2 separate regions of the Anas platyrhynchos genome follow, and region 1 is linked to region 2. Evidence: chromatin contacts called from public Hi-C data. All regions are on one chromosome and are shown on one strand. The core of a region is the stretch at or near the end of the contact, and the rest is flanking DNA. Distances in the headings are between cores, read along the strand shown.

The links. Hi-C and Micro-C count contacts between places; a contact is called where the count stands out from the background.
Region 1: a contact with region 2 is called in a Hi-C map of liver, with 3 times the contacts expected there. The contact joins two enhancer-like sites. A contact is called at or near these places in 2 of 8 Hi-C or Micro-C datasets (liver and subcutaneous adipose tissue).

Annotation. Positions count from the first base shown.
Region 1 is chr28:6,052,467-6,057,162 of IASCAAS_PekinDuck_T2T, reverse strand. No RefSeq gene overlaps it. Among named protein-coding and RNA genes, the nearest start is that of MYO1D, 11 kb to the left of the region's middle. Within about 2 kb of position 2,717, at least 1 of the 8 cell types and tissues checked has an H3K27ac peak or open chromatin away from gene starts, as enhancers often do.
Region 2 is chr28:6,018,107-6,022,310 of IASCAAS_PekinDuck_T2T, reverse strand. It overlaps MAP3K14 (mitogen-activated protein kinase kinase kinase 14), which reads left to right. Exons shown (of 16, transcript XM_027445217.3): 13 at 735-841; 14 at 2,208-2,352; 15 at 2,941-3,041. Among named protein-coding and RNA genes, the nearest start is that of MAP3K14, 20 kb to the left of the region's middle. Within about 2 kb of position 2,585, at least 1 of the 8 cell types and tissues checked has an H3K27ac peak or open chromatin away from gene starts, as enhancers often do.

The DNA.
Region 1 (4,696 bases), core at 1,468-3,967, 35 kb before region 2:
ATGGGGACCTGGAGGACAGGGATGAAGGACCAAGGGGAGCTGGGAGCTCCTGCTGGCAGAGCTCCCCTGGGGAACCGGCAGCAGGTCCCACACCCTGCACACAGGGTGCCTGCAGCTCAGAACCAGCTGGAACCCTGGCAGCTCCCATGGGAAGGAGAGAAGGAGGCTTCTTCAGTCTGGCAGAGAAGAGAAAAGTGCAAGCCAGGAGCAGCTAGCTGACCTGGGCATACCGGGACTGGAAACAGCACACATTTGTAACAGGGAAGGTAATTGGAGCCCTTACAGCATCCCTCAGCAAGGGGGTCCTCTTGTCGCTTCCCAGTCCCGCTGTGGTGCAGGCACGTGAAATCCTTACCAAGTGACAGGAGAGACAGCCCGTAGGCATCTCACAGCACTCGCCTGATCCTGCTTACCATGAGCTGCTCCTAATGCCATGCCAGTAACTCCTGGATACAACCACACAGGTCTGGACTACATCCTAGATCATATAGTATTTTCTTGAGGGTAAGAAGACTTTGCAGAGGGATCTGGATAGGTTTGATCGATGGGCCAAGTCCAATTGCTTGACATTCAATGAGGCTAAACACCGGGTGCTGCATTTGGGTCACAGCAACCCCATGCAGCTGTACAGGCTTGGGGAAGAGTGGCTGGAAAGGTGCCCAGCAGAAAAGAAAATGGGGATGCTGGTCAGCAGCTGGCTGAATGTGAGCCAGCAGCATGCCCAGGTGGCTAAGAAGGCCGACAGCATCCTGGCCTGTATCAGAAATAGCGTGGCCAGCGGGACCAGGGAAGTGATTGTCCCTCTGTGCTTAGCTCTAGTAAGGCCCCATCTCGAGTACTGTGTTCAGTTTGGGGATCCCACACTACAAGAAGGACATCGAGGTGCTTGAGTGAATGCAGGAAAGAGCAACGAAGCTGGTTGAAGGGACTGGAAAACAAGAGTTATGAGCAGAGGCTGAGGGAACTGGGCTGTTTAGTCTGGAGAGGAGGAGGCTGAGGCCTCATCGCTTTCCCAACTACCTGACAGAGGTTGTAGCGAGGTGGGTGTTGGTCTCTTTTCTCAGGTGACAAGAGGAAATAGGATCAAGCTGTGCCAGGAGAGGTTTCAGTTTGAAATTAGGAAGAATTTCTTTATGGAGAGAGTGATCAAACATTGGAATGGGCTGCCCAGGGTGGAGGCCCGAGCCCTGGAGGTATTTAGAGTGTGTGGATGTGGCACCTTAGTGGGGAGATGTTTACGGATGGGACTTGGTAGGTCAGGTTGATGGTTGGACTTGGTGATCTTGAAGGTCTTTTCCAAGTTCAGTGAGTCTACAATTCTGTGATTCTATTGCAGTCTTCTCTTGTTTTTGACACCAGGCACCACACAGATGCTGTCTTTACTCTGGCCACTGCGTGGGACTGTGTCAAGTGTGTGGGACTTCACAGGACTGGGAACAGCCGCTTCCACTCCCAGTAAACAGGCAAATAACCCCTTACCACTCCTTGGTAAGAGATGTGGGAGAACAAAAATAAACTGATGTTTTGGGGGTGAGAGTTTCTGCAGCAGATGCATTACCCCTGCCTGGGGTGTTTCCAGTTAACAGCTTATTTGTGAGTGTGAACATCAAAAGTGCCACTCAGCGAGGTGAACTGCAGCTCCTCTCTCCAACACCCAGCGTCAGTGCCAAGAGGCTGCACCTTGCCAAGTGTTTACAGTAATCCTTGGCAGGTAGCCGGGATTTCAACAAAGACATCTGCTAATCCACTGAGCAAAGCTTTCAGGAAAGAGAAGCTGGATGGTTTCAGGAAACCCTTCTCTCAGCCAGAGTCTTCAAGTTGCAGACTTGCCTGTCCCAGCTGGGGAAACACACCTGAGTCTCCCAAGACTGGGATTTGTCTCAGACAAAAGTTCTCAGTAGGTTTCCTCACTTGGCTTAGTTATTCTGCAGCTTTTGTAGCCTCTGTCCTCATTTTGCAGCCTCCTCACTGTGCATGGATCAAAGGGGATCCTTGTGAGTCGTCCACATGGGACCTGAGTCAGGCCAGGCACTAACTGTGGGAGCAGAGCCAGTCTCACCCCCCTGCACTTCCCTCCCCTTAGTCATGAGGCGGCAGGAAAACAGGACAAGAAACGGAGGAGCTGGCAAGAACCTGGGCACAGGAAACGCCTCGTGCTGCTGCTGTGGGACTCAGCAACACCTCTTGCCACATAGGAACTGGGGGCTCTGTGGTGCATGGGGTTAGGCAAGCTGAGATTTCCTTGCATCCCTTTGCCTTAACACACTAAACCAGGCAGGTGCACCCACTGTGCTAGTGCTCAAACTCCCACTTAGAAAACAGGAAAAACAAAAACAAAAACAAAAACAAAACAAAACAAACAAACAAACAAACAAACAAAAAAAAAAAAAACAAACAAAAAAAAAACACTTTATGGCTCTGGAAGAAATGAGCAAGTTTCTTAGGAAATATGCTGAAAATCTAAATACTAAAACACTATATCTAAATATCTGAATACTAAAAGTGTTCTCCTTCTCCAAAGGCTACAGCCCGCCCTCCTGCATGGTGCTGCAGAGGTGCTGATTCGCAGTCCTTTTATCTCCTCTCTGCGGAGGGCAGATAAAGCTTTTCCTCCTGAATCCAAGCTGCCTATTGCACAGCTTCTCTTCCTCTCCCAGAGAGAGGCTGCTTTCAGTTTCAGCGCCGGGAAATCACATGCTTGATGGCTTAAACATGATGTAATTGTTTTTGGAAGAGACCTGAGCGCTGGTTGGGTTTACTCTTGTTTTTCAGGCACACAGGACATTGGGAAGGGGCAGAGAGGAAACTGCTGAGAGTGACTGGTGCACACAGCGAAGATGGAGAATTCCACAGTGGGTGTCACCAAAACCTTTTTCTTCTCCCATGTGCTTGTCTCCAAAAGTGGAGGTTCCCACAAGGGCTGATAAACACAAGTCCAGAGATGGCCATCCACTTGACAAAGTCCTGAAGCTGTGGATCACTGGAAACCAAGACGGTTTGCTGGGAAAGGGCCTGTCCTTGGGCTCCTTCCCATGTGTCCCATTAGCTCTTTAGGGATTCCCCCCTTGGAGAAAGAACAGCTCGGAAGCTCATCTGACTTCTGCAGGGCAGTGCCATTCAGGCACCATCATGCCCCAAGCTTTCCCTGAAAGCTCTGCCATGACAGGTAAATCCTGTGCAGTTCTCAGGGAAAAACCTGAGGCAACCTTGGAAGAGGTCCTCGTGCCATGTGCATACAGGCATGGGAGAGATGCAGCCCACACAATTCACTTCGGTGAATGACGCCAGGTGAGGGGTGCTGCATTGGCAGTAGGAAGAGCACTCATCCTGCTGGTGGTCACTCAGCATCATGTAGATGGTGGGCTCTGTAGCAATCTGGTTTCAGCTCTTAAGTCCATGGCTGGGATGGGAAAATACAGTGCAGCTACAGAGAGGCTTTTCCACAAGTCAAGAAGCAGAGGGACCAGTCCTAAAAATGGGATCACTGGTAAAAAGGATCTTTGGATTTTTTAAAATAGTGTATGCAGCACTTTCATGTAACAGCCAAAGAAACACTGGTTTCTGCTCAAGGAATGGGGTAAAATATGTGGTTCAAGATGATATAGCTGGCAGCACAGGCTCCTTTGTCATGAAGTCTGAATATGCATGTGGCGGGAGGGAGAATGAGTGTCCTGTGTGTAGGAGGGGATTAAATATGCTTTATATTATTCTTGAACCTATTTTTGAACCTATTTTTCTTAAGAAAAGCATTCTTAAGAATTTCTTTCCTTTTTTTTTTTTTTTTTTCAGAAGTGACTTTTTAAAGGTGTGCATTCATGTTAAAAAAGAGGAACCTATTTCTCATCTTCACAGGCTAGAAGCTGCTTTCCATCTAATATGAGAATTGTTGCTGTTATTTATAATAATTCTTTGATTGGTTAAGACATGTCTAAGCCTGTGTATATGGAGAACAGAATTAGGCTCCCATCTAAACTTGGCAATGCAACAACTTTTCCCCATGATGTCTGTTGCAAGAGCATCTTGGGATCTTGTTGATGAATAAGGCTCTTTTTGCATCTGGTGTTACACGAGCCAGAACAAAGTTTGCCTCTGAGTTAAATAATTTACAGCGTAACATGACACAAGACAGGGATATGATATAATGATACGTTTATCTTCTGCTGCACTTCCATGCTGTGGCAAGACCCATTTATTTTAATGCAGGAATTACTGCTGGAGATGGTCAAGCCTGCAGCTCAGACAGACACTTGATTTGATTTTAGGACATCACTGATGGAGTGGTTCAAATGGTTCCAGTGAACCTTTCCTGCTCTTTGTGATAGCCTGAATTTGCCTCCTTTCTCCTCCTGGCTGCTGGCACTCATCATCCTTTCTTTTGTTAAAATAAATAACTCTCTAACTTCAGAATCTTTGTAGGAGATTGTGATCAAGTCACTCCTTGAACTATTCTTAGTTAAACAAACTCAATACAGCATTGCTTTCATATCTGGTCAGTGGGTTTGTCATACTGCCAATCATTCTTGTAAAGTTTTCTGAACCTTTCCCAATTTGTCTTTTGAAGTGGCAGCACGAGAATCGTACCCTCGTTCCCAAACCTTGTGACCAGGTCTGGATAGATCCTTGCTGATTGCACTCAAGGGTGAGGCTCAAGCTATTTAAAGCATTTGGCAGTGACAGAAGTTCACTTCACATGTTC
Region 2 (4,204 bases), core at 1,336-3,835:
GGATAAGCCTTTTGAATGGGAGACTTCAAACAAAGCAGTGTAGTTGAAGTCAGTCTATGGCATTGGAAAAGCTATACCCACCAGCCAACAATACAGAATCTGAAAACATGAGATTAAGTTCAGAGTGAAAAATCAGTGAAGTAATAGTCCAGTTCCATTACCTCAACCTTTCAATTGTTTATCCCATATTTTCTTGTCTTCATAACTGAATTGAAAAGTTCAAGCTAGAAAAAAAGTGTCTTGAAATGTAACTTGTCAGAGAACTGAGGAATATCATTGTAGGAGTTGCTGAGGGCTGTCTTTTTTCTCAAATGGCTTTGGACCTCCATCATCCTTGTCAGGTCTGGATATCATCAACACAAGTTAGTGCAAGAGCAGAGTACCTCAGATTGTCCCTTTCCTTGGTATGATGCAGATGGTGTAGAGTGCAGACTGACAGGTGGCACAGTAGGCAAGAACTGGGAACTCCTGGGTGCAAGCCCTTTCTGACTTTTTGCATGTCACTGCACGACTCCTCTGTCCTTTCTGGCTCAGTTTCCCTATTTTCCCCGTGGTAGCAATACCAGAGGAATTATGTGTCAGGTAGTTTATAGACACCAGTGTCAGTGGTCATTATCTAACACTGAAGATTATTAAGATTATTAAGAGTATTAATTGTTATAACTGGGATTGGAGCAGGAACTCACAAAAGGAATCACTTTAAATGTTTTCCTTCCCTTTCTTTCTGCTTGCAGAACTGTTTTTGAACAGCCTTTCACAGCCTTACTCGCTGGAAGAGCAAGAACAAATGCTTTCATGTCTCAGCATCGACAGCCCATTTGTGTCAGATGCCAGTGAGAAGGTGAATATACGTGGATGCTCGTTGTGTTACTGGGGGTGTGGAGGGGTCACAGGGTAACCGCCTCTGGAAGCTGTGACCAGTGAACATCTGGAGCTTTTCACATTTCTTGTTGCTTTTGACATCTGTTTTTCTGCAGCATACTGGAGGGATGAAACTTTGTTCTTAGGCAATGGGGTTTAGTTGTTTAGGATTTTAGTTGTTTTTCAGTTTGTTGTCCCACGATGATCCCTTTCTTCCAGTTGCTCTTCTGGGCTGTGTTTTCACAGTAAGCATCAAGTGTGTGGATCTGGAAAACATCAGTGGCCTTGATCCTATTCATGTAGAATCAAGGAACTGAAGAAGTAGGGGTGAGCGAGCATAGGAACTGTACTGAGTTGGACCCGATGGCCAAGGATCTTCTTCCTGGCCACTGGAGGGATGTTTAGGGATGGAGCAGAAGAATGGGGCAGAACAGTAACCCTTCTCCCGGATATTCACTCCCAGCCTATGGATCTGATCTCCACAAATGTGTTTTAACCTACTCATACTAATGACCTGTATATTATTTAAACACTAGGTTTAATTAATCGGTTGCTTTAACTCCGTTATTCATAAGGTAGGGAATACCAGTTAAAAACAAACAAAAACAACAACACAGAATAAGCCTTGTTGTACCAGGAAGGATGTAATTTAATTGTAAGCCTTCAATCATTGCTTTCAGACAGGGAGTCCAAAATGGTGTAGCCTGCCATCTGCAGGAGTCATTTTTGAACATGATCATCTTTGCTTCCTATTTCTGTTCCTCTTCTCAGTATTGTAGTGCTTTCTGAGGAGAGTTGAGCACAGTTCTTTGCAGTAGTTCAGATGTTGATACAACATGGGATGTGACTCTGCTTTTTTCTCTATTTCTTTTGCCTAGCTCATAACCCTAACAACTGATGTGACTTTTGATGGGTCTTTACCCATAAGCTGTTGCTGTCAGGTTGACCTCCCATGACTCTAAGATAACAGAGACTTTTCCAACAAGCACAACAATGCAGTTGTTTATGTAGAGTTACTGTTTTTTCCTGTGCATTGTCACTTAACAACATTAGATTTATCTGATGCTTTATTCTTCTGTCAGTATGATGAAACCCTTTTTTTCTTTTCATCCAACTCTTCAGCTGATTACTGATTTGATTATTGAGAATAGCTTTCTGTGTCTGCAAACTGTTGCATTGTTATACATCCCCTTTTCTAGATGTCGGGTAAATGCTGAGTAAGTCAAGGCCCAATTGCACATCCCTGTGGATTATTTTTTTTCCCTTGAGGTTATTTTCATGTTTGGCATCTCGTGGAAGCTCATGTTCTTTAGGAGCATTTGACAGACTTGTGCTTACTTCTGCAGAACTCCATGAAGGCTTCGCATAGCTTGAGGGACACTATGAGCTCAGGGATTCATTCCTGGAACAGCCAGACAGATGGACAGAGCTTCAGCTTTAACAACCTACTGAATCGCAGCCGTCACACGGACACTCCTAGCTATTTCAATGGTGAGTCCATCTTTGTGAAGTCTAGATAAATGATTGGGTACAGCTTTCTCAGTATCTAGCAGATCTGGGGTATGGAGTCTTTGAATTCTTCATACCCTTCAGTTCCTGTGTCAGCACAGACTCTCCTGAAAGCATATGGGCTGTCAAGAGGCCAAGTCTGCTCCAGTCATAGGTGGGTGGAAGTCAAGTCTGTATAATCCAATAAAAGCCAAAGAAGCTCCTGAACCCACGGAGTCTGATTCAGCTTTATGCCTCGCCTTGTGCAGCTGCCATGTGCAAGACTATATGCCTTATAACCATAAATTTCTACAGAGTAATTTTGAGGGCATGTTGTACAAATCAGTATGTCTCTTCAGCTGCTTTCTTGCTAAATCCAGCTCTGCTCTGTGAGTCATTGTTTTCTTCAGCAATCCTGTGTGCCCTGCCAAGACCTACATAAATGAAATACTTGATGATAAAAAAAAAAACAACAACAACACAAAACACTGGTCTTTTGATGCCTGTGTATTGATAGTCAATTCTCCAGTGTGGGACTGTGAAGTTGTTATGCGTACAGCAGAAGTTAATGACTTCTCTTTCACATTTCAGGAGTGAAAATCCAGGTCCAGTTGCTAAGCGGAGAAAATTTACACATCAGGGATTTCCAGAGAACAAAGGTGGGAGACATTGCCACTGGGATAAGCAGCCAGGTAAGACACAAAGCTGGGAGTTGTTTAAGTACGGCATTTTGTCTAAATAATTTCTTCTATCATGCAGCCTCATCCTTTCTTAAAATCAGCGAACCAGAAGTCCGTTCAGGGACCCTAATGATGTGTTTAGTTACATAACTTGAGTGCTGTTGTTGTAAGTGTGGTACCAGAAGATACTTTATGAACTACAAACCATTGGAAATCATCATAGGTATCATAGTTCATAGAATCATAGACTGTTTTGGGTTGGAAGGGACCTTAGAGATCATCTCATTCCAATCCCTGCCATGGGCACGGACACCTCCCACCAGCCCATGTTGCCCCCAGCCCCATCCAGTCTGACCTTGAACACCTCCAGGGATGGGGCATCCACACCTTCCCTGGGCAACCTGTTCCAGTGCCTCTGGGTAAAGTAATTCATCCTAATAACTTATCTAAATCTCCCTTCTTTTGGTTTAAAACAATTCCCCGTTGTCCTATCACTCTCTGCCCATGTAAAAAGTCGCTCTAAGGCTGCAATGCAGTCTCCCTGGAGCCTCCTCTTCTCCACGCTGAACAACAGCAGATCTCTCAGTATTTCTTCATATCTGAGGTGCTCCAGCCTCTGAGCATCCCTCATGGCCTCCTCTACACCCTCCTCTAACAGTTCCACATCCTTGTTGTGCTGGGGGCCCCAGACCTGGATGCAGCACTCCAAGGGCAGAGCAGAGGGGGACAGTCCCCTCCATCCCATGCTGGATGTCCAGGATGCAGTTGGCTTATAGTTGTTGAGCTCCATCTTAAAAAGTACCTGTGCTCCAGTTTAAAAATCCTTCTCTTTGACTAGAAAGATAACTTCTTTCCCCTCTGCCTATAGAAGAATCACTCTGACCTTTTCTTCAGGAGCAGTAATACCAGCTAAGGGAAACAGGCTGTGTTTGGCTGTGATGCTTCCTGCTTGTTAATGTGGAGGAGATACTGGCAGACTCCAGGGAACCCCACTATGGGCCTTTTTGGCTGGCCCTGAAAGAGACTCTGAGTGTCTGTGGGACCAAGACTCATCCAAGTGTAAAATGTGATCATCTCCAAACAAAGAGGTTGCAGACGTCCAGAATGTGTTTCACTGCTGTTGGTTCTCTTTGGAGTACATCATTCTTGTGGACATCACAAAGCAAAAGGTTGCC